Regions from separate parts of the Danio rerio genome. Here all the other regions are linked to region 3. A link is a contact called in public HiChIP or PLAC-seq and Micro-C data. All regions are on one chromosome and are shown on one strand. The core of a region is the stretch at or near the end of the contact, and the rest is flanking DNA. Distances in the headings are between cores, read along the strand shown. Region 1 holds the start of auh (AU RNA binding protein/enoyl-CoA hydratase). Region 2 overlaps LOC141376294 (a long non-coding RNA gene). Region 3 holds the start of ror2 (receptor tyrosine kinase-like orphan receptor 2).

Region 1 (2,768 bases), core at 35-2,534, 150 kb before region 3:
ATTTGCATTTTAAATACTAAATAAAAGTTTAAAAGATATTATTTTTAATTACACATATTAAGGTTTTAGTTATGATACTCCTAAAATATTTATGCAGAAATCTGCAGATTTTTACCAAAATTCTCAGCAGAGATAGAAAAAAAAATTGCTGATTCCATCTGGCCCTACATGACACTTAATGAAAACATTGAATAAGACTTTATTTCAAGCCTTTTCTGAAATATTATATGCCAATTACTTATATAGGGTATTGTGTAAATCTCAACATTTTGATTTTAAATCAGAACCACAATTTTGTTTGTGTTTCAAAAAGACAAAGGTATAAGATTGTGCACTTAACCACATTCAATCGACTAAGAGCTGCAACGCCATTGAAACTTTACATTGGCATAAAAACCATGTCTGTATTTTTTATGATTCACAAATTATTGGTATAAAACAGTTTCATGAAGGAAATTAGTAGATTGGAACCTGACTGTTATATTAAATTAAGAAGTCAGATTGCAAAAATACTCACCATGGAAACAAGATTTTTGCTGATGGCATTTTTAGCTTCAGGGCGATTAATCCCCATAACAACAATCCCTATAAACACAAGAAGAGTTATTCTACAAATAATTATTATTCAAAATGTGCAAGTAAATAAAAAACATAATGGAAAATTCATAATAAATGCCGAGTTATATCATAATAAATGCAAAACTGGAAAAGACTCTGAAAGTGGCAAGTTAAAAATATTTATCACTATATATATATATATATCACTAAAATTCTGTGACTTGGTAATGTTAATGACCAGATTATAGATTCTAAAGTCAAGCTATTAAAGTCAAATGACTGACTGTTTTGGAGTAATGGGGTTTTGGAACTCTTGAATTATGGGTTAACGTTAACAGGGAAGACGTTCACACACTGTTTTGAAGTGAGCGAGGTGACACACACACACGTCACTCTCAATAATCCCATACAAAAACTCAGTGATCAGTAACTTCGTCTTGTCTTCTACCTGAATCATCACCGTCCAGGTATCTAACGATAAGGTCATCTCCAGAATTAACTTCAGAGCTGTACAGTCGCACACCTCCGCTGAACGCACGATGCACACAAGGCAACCTTTTAGGAAGACATGTTTGCAAAACACTGTCCGATCTGTAAACGCCGTTGGAAATGTTTATTTGAGAGCGACAAAGCTGAAAAAGCGCTCTACACCTCACTATAGCCGCCATGCTGCAGCCTTCCCTGACTTTCAACTCTGAACTGCGAGTGACGTAGTGCTCGTGTCACGTGACTGGTGTCTCAGCGGCGGGATTTCTCCTCAGAAAAAAAGAAAAGGATTTGCTGGTCATGAACTTCATTCTATATGTAAAATGGTATATATTTATAATTATATGTATATATTAAAAATATATATGTACGCCATTAGGCATTTAATTTAATTAATTAGCAGGCGCTTTATCCAAGTCGGCTTGCTAATTAGAAATTCATATTCTAAGTTTAGTGGAAGTTATAAGAGTACACTATAATAACATTTCCTCGTTTTTGTGAACAGTGGATAAGCTTAAGGTAAAAATACTACCCAGGCTGTTATATGTAGGTAGGACCCGCTAAACATTGTGTAGGTAGTAGGGCTACAAATAATATATTGGTTTAGCATTGATTTTGCAATGTGTTTATTCACAATAGTCACATAGCAGCATATGCAATGTTGAAATTGTACCGTCTGAATATGCAATATTGATTATTTTATTGAGTTACTTATACAGTGAAGACTACGCTGTAATATTTGTAATATCATTTGAGTTTTCAATTAGGCTACTGTTTACCTGAGTAAGTTACTGTTAAACTCCTAGAAAAACAATAAAACATTGCGTATTTAATTTGTAGCTTTTTCCTTATTGCTTTTTCTATGCTTACAGATAATGATAAAGTTGTGATTTATGCAATCTAAAATTATAGATGTTCAAGTCATCTGGTGGAATTGAATGTATATTGAACTATAAGTCGCATAATAACAAAATATCGCAATGTTAGTTTCTTCCGATATCGTGCAGCCCTACTGTGTGCATTACCTCTGATTTAAATGTACATTGTTGCATTCAATTATATAGATTACTCGTTGTTAGAAACTTAAAACATTAATTTATTCATTTTCTTATCGGCTTAGTTCCTTTATTAATCCGGGGTCGCCACAGCGGAATGAACTGCCAACTTATCCAGCAAGTTTTTACGCTGCGGATGCCTTTCCAGCTGCAACCCATCTCTGGGAAACATCCACACACACATACACTACGGACAATTTAGCCTACCCAATTCACCTGTACCGCATGTCTTTGGACTGTGGGGGAAACCGGAGCACCCGGAGGAAACCCACGCAAAGGCAGGGAAAACATGCAAACTCCACACAGAAACGCCAACTGAGCTGAGATTCGAACCAGCGACCTTCTTGCTGTGAGGTGACAGCACTACCTACTGCGCCACTGCCTCACCCAAACTTAAAGCAACGAAAAATCAATATTTTTTGTAGTTAAATCACGGTACAAATTAGCCATGCTTTTAATATGCTAAAACCTAACCATGATGTTTAGCAAAATTTCAGTTATACACATGATAATCAATATTAGGCATGGGACGATTTTTGACGATTTTTTTTTACATTTTGTTTTAAGTTTTTTAGGACAACTGTATGTCCAGCAGAAAAGGTATCCAAACTTGCTTTTTCAAGTTGAAAAATATCTGTGTTAAACGAATGAAGACAGCCGAAGTCAATG
Region 2 (2,700 bases), core at 172-2,671, 240 kb before region 3:
CTATACACCGTCGCTTCCCATCCAACTTGATAGAGCTTGAGAGGTGCTGCAAAGAGGAATGGACAAAGACAGGTGTGCCAAGCTTGTGGCATCATATTCAAAAAGACTTGAGGCTGTAATTGCTGTAATTGTTTTTGGTGTCTAATGCAGGATTTTATTTTTTGCACATTTCTACTTTTTTAGCGTGTTATTTACAGAGGTTATAGAGGGTTTATAACAATCCTATAGGCACAGCAAATATTTTACATCACAATTTCCCTCCCACCACACCATCCCCAAACAAAATTGCCTGAAACGCTGATTTGCCTGGATTTTGGGATGTTTTTAACAGCTGATGTTTAATTATTGACTAGTTTTCTGGTCCAAACATAAGTTTATGCATAAGCTCACAGAATGCTTGGAAATCATCAGACAAAACAAATTCAGGCGAAAGCAGTGTTGGGTAACATGAAATTGTATTTAAATGACTTTTGACTAAGGTATTTACTCAATAATTATATACATTACTTGACTAAATGCTAATCTGCATAAATCTCAGTACGTAATATAAATTAAACTCTTAATTACCTTTTTTATTGTTTTTAAAGCAGGCGAAAGCACAAGAAATTGAGTTAATGTGCAGAATATCTAAATAACTCAAAATATTTACAATTACTGCTACTCTGAGTTTATACCTTGTCATCATGAACTATTTTCTCAATTCTTTTCTTATGCATATGCAGTTGTCTTGATGAATAATTAACGTTCTTTAGTTAAAATAATAGAATGATTCTGCAAACTATATACTGCTCTGAATATTGCTGCCTCTCTGAATTGATTTATATAGAACTACTCAATTTATTTAAAATATTTAAGGCAAGTATATTATAAGTAACTAATTAAATTACATAAAAACGAAGAGTAATCCCTTTTACTTTTTCAGCGGAAAAGTAATTAAACTACTTTTTACTCCACACTGGGCAAACTTTTGTCTTGTTTCTTTTAAGAACTTGAAACTTTTAAGTTATGATTGAATGTTTCAGATCTAAGCCCACTAGTGTGTGCACTAAAAAAAGAACACTACAAATTCAAGGTAACATTGAGTCTTGTCCAGGATCGTTTTTGAATTAAAACAAAAGCATCAATACTATTCTTTAGCACAAGGGGGCGTACTAACAGAATAAAACAGCGTGGTCGTCCTCAAGTTGCTGTGACCTTTTTCCAGACCTGCATTCTGACACATAGAGGGTTTTTGTAGGTCGATAGCGATGGTTTTGAGATTTTGAGAAATGCATTATGAATGATTTACACAAGAATATGATGGGTTATAAATCATAAAAGAATTGGAACACTCTGTTCATATAATTACAGCCCCATGGCATGATTCACAGGTCTTTAATGCAGACTGTTGCTGTTCTTTCAGTCATATAATCGTTTGCTGGATTACCGTAACACTTATGCAATATTGTCAGCATATGCTTATAAAAGGGAAAACCTGTTTAGGTTGTCTAACATCAATTGAAGAAAAAAACATTGTGACTCAAAATCCTGAGTAAAATTTACATATCACAATTTGGAAGAAAACAAAAGTGTGGAAGGTTACAACATTCCAAATCTTTTGTGTTTATATCTCATAATTCGGTCACACTTCATTTTTGATGGTCCCTTTTATTAAATTCAAGTTACATTGCATCTACAGATTATAAGTAGACTGTTGTGGTTAAGGCTGATTTATACTTCTGCGTCAAGCGCACGCGTATGCTACGGCGCTGACGCATAGCCCTATGCCGTGGCCGTCGGCGTCGCTGACGTGCACCTCTCAAATAATGTAACTACACGTCGGAATGACGCATATTGCAAGCTCTGTGATTGGTCGGCTTGGTATCGCAGACGATGTCTGGGCGGGACCGAAAGCCATGCAAGCTCAATGGAGCGATTGTTTACAAGTATGGGGTCCCGCAAAGGAGCTCCTGATGGAAAGTTTTGTTTTGTGTTTACCTCATAGTTAAAGTTGTTGCACGTCCGCCGGTTCCTGCCTCAAAATGAGCGAGTTTGAGCCACTTATACATCCAGGAAGTGTTCAGAAAGAACAAAACACAGGCGAAGAAACTCGACACAGAGGAACATTTACACCTCACTGCCAATTAGCGTTTTAGGAAGTGTTAATGCAGACCGACAGAGACAGCGCGCAGAAGTATAAATGCACAGCCACGCGCGTTGCATGCGCCGTTGGTTACGCCGGTCACTTGATGCAGAAGTATAAACCAGGCTTTAGGGTTAGTTGACATGTACTTGCAGAGTTTCTTATAGTCAGTTAGTCTAATGCCTAGTTCAGACTGCGTGATTTCAGCCCCGATATTGGCTCGCCGACAGGTTTTTAGAAATCGCCGACAAATGCTTGAAATCACAGGCAAATCGTTGCTCGTGCACGTGAGTGACAATCACACTGTGTGAACTATCAAAGACGCGATCTGAGAGAATCGCCGATGAGTCGCCGATGCCTGTGAGATATTTGGCGTGCTGAATATCTGGAGCTGTCGGCGATTCAAATCATGCCGTGTGAATTGAGTTTTGACTGAAAATAACATCAGCCATCGCCTACAGCCAATGAGACAGCAGCATTCACTTGTGTGTGTGTGTGTGTATGTATACCTGCTGCAGACCAGCGGGAGGCTGGGGGAGAAGTTAAAAGCGCTCTTTTTCGGTTTATTTGGACCCACG
Region 3 (2,769 bases), core at 221-2,720:
ATTTATGAATATAAGTCCAATTTTACCTCAATGAGAACTGATCAAATGAACTGAATCCACTTCTGTTGCAGTGTGAATACTAGTGTATTCATTGAATAGTCATATTTAGATGAAACACTCTCCCGTTCTTAAAATAAATAAATAAATAAATATTTACCTGAATGATGTTTAAACACAAACCTCAATTAATGAAAAGCATTAATACTTTACACTCGTTTCAATGTGAACGTCAATGTGAACTCTCATTTATAGGCCACGTATAAACGCTCTCACAACTCCAAAAAGATGGACAGAAAAGAAAAATGAATTTTAACTTAAATGAAAATGATCTGTTGTGAAATAAATGAGAAATCATCTTGATTGGGAAAAAAGTAATAACTTTTAGATTGAACATCAGAGAGTGAAGGCTTAGTTATTATACTGTATAGGAGTATGATAATGAATCCTCTCACATTAGCAAAAACACATTTTAAAAAAGAAGACGGCTTTTACATATAAATCTCTTTAATCATGTTGGTTTTAAAAGATTTAATGAGCAAAACAGTTCGGTTTTAATGTGCACATCTGTGTTAAAATTGAGGTAAAGTTGGATTTATATCCTCACATTTGTTCAGTGACATGCACCCTACATTATTCACCGTGGTACTTTGAAAATTCGGTCTGAAATCTCATGCAAGTCAAGTAGGCAATGACTTGAAAATAACATTAGCAATATTTATTTGCCTGTGAACAAAGTTGTACTTTGATAGTCATTGGCTGCTAATATGATTTCACTATTTTTGTATTAAGGAGAAAATCCAAATGTGTGAATATAAAACCAACTTTACCTCAGTCGTGTGAAATATTTCGCTGTAACAATTAAACACTGTTTCAAAAACACTGAACTAGAAAGCTAAATTTCTAGATTCATATTTAGGTTATCCATCATAATAAATCCTCTCATGTTTTTAAACAATAATAAACAAAAGTACAAATATTTTAGCGTGAATTCAAATACATTCATTTATTTACAAATATATAGCTCTAAATTAAGGTGAAACTCAATTTTAGCGGTGCTTGAAGTTATTTCTGTGAGCATAAAACAACCAAACATTTAAAACGCGTTTAAATAAAGCTCAGATAATCACAAATTGGTGTAAAATCCTTACCTGCATATGCAAAAGTTGCAAAGAAGATGAATGTGGCCACCAGATGAGCTCCAGTTGTAATCCTCAATATATGATACATCCTTACAGGGAACATTCCTCTGATGCAGCTGGATTTGGGAATCAGTGTAACAACTTCCAAACTCTCCACAAGTGATAACTGAGTGAGTGTGTGCGTGCGGACGAAACGCGCTTCCCCCAAAGTCTCAAGTGTGCACTGAATGAAACTCTTTTTGGTGGTTCGTTTGCAAAACAAAAACGCGTTTCATCCCGCTCAGCCGTAAAGGTGTTCGTCGACCGCCGTTGATCCCGTTCAAGTGTTCCCAAACGTATCCTAATAGGAAAAGTGAGCAAGTAACTCCAACTCCTCGTGACGTAGGAAGGATACATCCCAAGGGAGGGAAACGAATTTGCGAATCCTACTACGACGAAGGCGGAGCTCATGAATGTGTAATAAAGTCATTTTACATTCAATTAGCTAAGCCCGGGTGTCCAAACTCGGTCCTGGAGGGCTGGTGTCCTGCAGATTTTAGCTCCAACTTGCCTCAACTCACTTGCAATGATGTTTCTAGAAAGCATAGTAAGAGCTTGATTATCTAGCCCAGGTGTGTTTGATTGGGGTTGGAAATAAACTTTGCAGGACACCGGCCCTCGGACACTCCTGAGCTAAGCTAAATGCAAACGTTGATTGGCTCATGAATATTAATGAGGTCACGTGTCACAACGCTACAGGAAAGTAAGCGTGAGTTTCTTACCATAGTAGGTTTAGTAACTCAAAGTTTTTGATATCCTTGAAAAAACACGACACCTACTGGGGAAGAGACTCTTGGAAAAGGTAGATTTATTCTGTCTGGCCATGTTAAATTGATCAAAATTGATGCTATGTTTTGTTCTGATTCGTGCGGTTCATCTTTAAATCACGGCGAAAAATTTGCACCCACAAAAATACTAAGCAGGAAAACTGTTTTCTGTTCACTGACAAGAAATTAATTCATTTTCTTTTCAGCATAATCTGGGGTCGCCACAGCAAAATGAACCGCCAACTTAAAACCGGGAAATATCCATACACTCTCATTCACACACATACACAACAGACAATTTAGCCTACCCAATTTACCTGTACTGATGTCTTTGAACTTTTTGAGGTGAACAGAAACACCCGCAGGAATCACGGGGAGAACATGCAAACTCCACACAGAAATGACAACTGACCCAGCCAAGGCTCGAACCAGCAATCTGCTTACTGTGAGGCGAGCGTGCTACCCACTGCACCTTACAGACTGGGAATTAGTTATATAAAAATGTGTATATTTGAATATGAATAAAGACTCGAAGAAGAAAATCCCCTCAGATGTATTCAGAGGCCAAAACTAAACAAAACTCTGCAGTTTGATATTTATAATAATTTTATTAGACTAACATCAAATGCAAATTAATAAATTGATGCAATGCTATAAACTGATGCTTAAGAAATAAGTTTGAGATATTTAATTTTTATTCACATTGACATGGTTTTAGTATGCTTGAATAATCAATAAAAAACCTAAGTTGCTTCATTTGCAAATATGTTAATTGTATTGATATAAAAGCTATTTTAGATCTACCATCTTAAAATCAGCGATTA

Evidence for each region. Hi-C and Micro-C count contacts between places; a contact is called where the count stands out from the background. HiChIP or PLAC-seq counts read pairs in DNA pulled down with a chosen protein or histone mark.
Region 1: a contact with region 3 is called in an H3K4me3 HiChIP or PLAC-seq map of gastrula embryo, with 5 times the contacts expected there. The contact joins the promoter of auh here to the promoter of ror2 in region 3. A contact is called at or near these places in 2 of 4 datasets of contacts at active chromatin or transcription factors (caudal fin and gastrula embryo).
Region 2: a contact with region 3 is called in a Micro-C map of caudal fin, with 7 times the contacts expected there. The contact joins the enhancer-like site here to the promoter of ror2 in region 3. A contact is called at or near these places in 2 of 18 Hi-C or Micro-C datasets (caudal fin and an unstated tissue).

The regions. Positions count from the first base shown.
Region 1 is chr10:5,894,467-5,897,234 of GRCz12tu, reverse strand. It overlaps auh (AU RNA binding protein/enoyl-CoA hydratase), which reads right to left and starts at 1,284. Exons shown (of 10, transcript NM_001003576.2): 1 at 1,007-1,284; 2 at 518-585. The coding sequence starts at 1,226.
Region 2 is chr10:5,980,847-5,983,546 of GRCz12tu, reverse strand. All of the region lies in intron 4 of LOC141376294 (a long non-coding RNA gene), which reads left to right. Among named protein-coding and RNA genes, the nearest start is that of syk, 74 kb to the left of the region's middle. Within about 2 kb of position 1,421, at least 4 of the 62 cell types and tissues checked have an H3K27ac peak or open chromatin away from gene starts, as enhancers often do. A contact at or near this core is called in caudal fin, where this site is marked.
Region 3 is chr10:5,739,913-5,742,681 of GRCz12tu, reverse strand. It overlaps ror2 (receptor tyrosine kinase-like orphan receptor 2), which reads right to left and starts at 1,470. Exons shown (of 9, transcript XM_021472213.3): 1 at 1,149-1,470. The coding sequence starts at 1,242.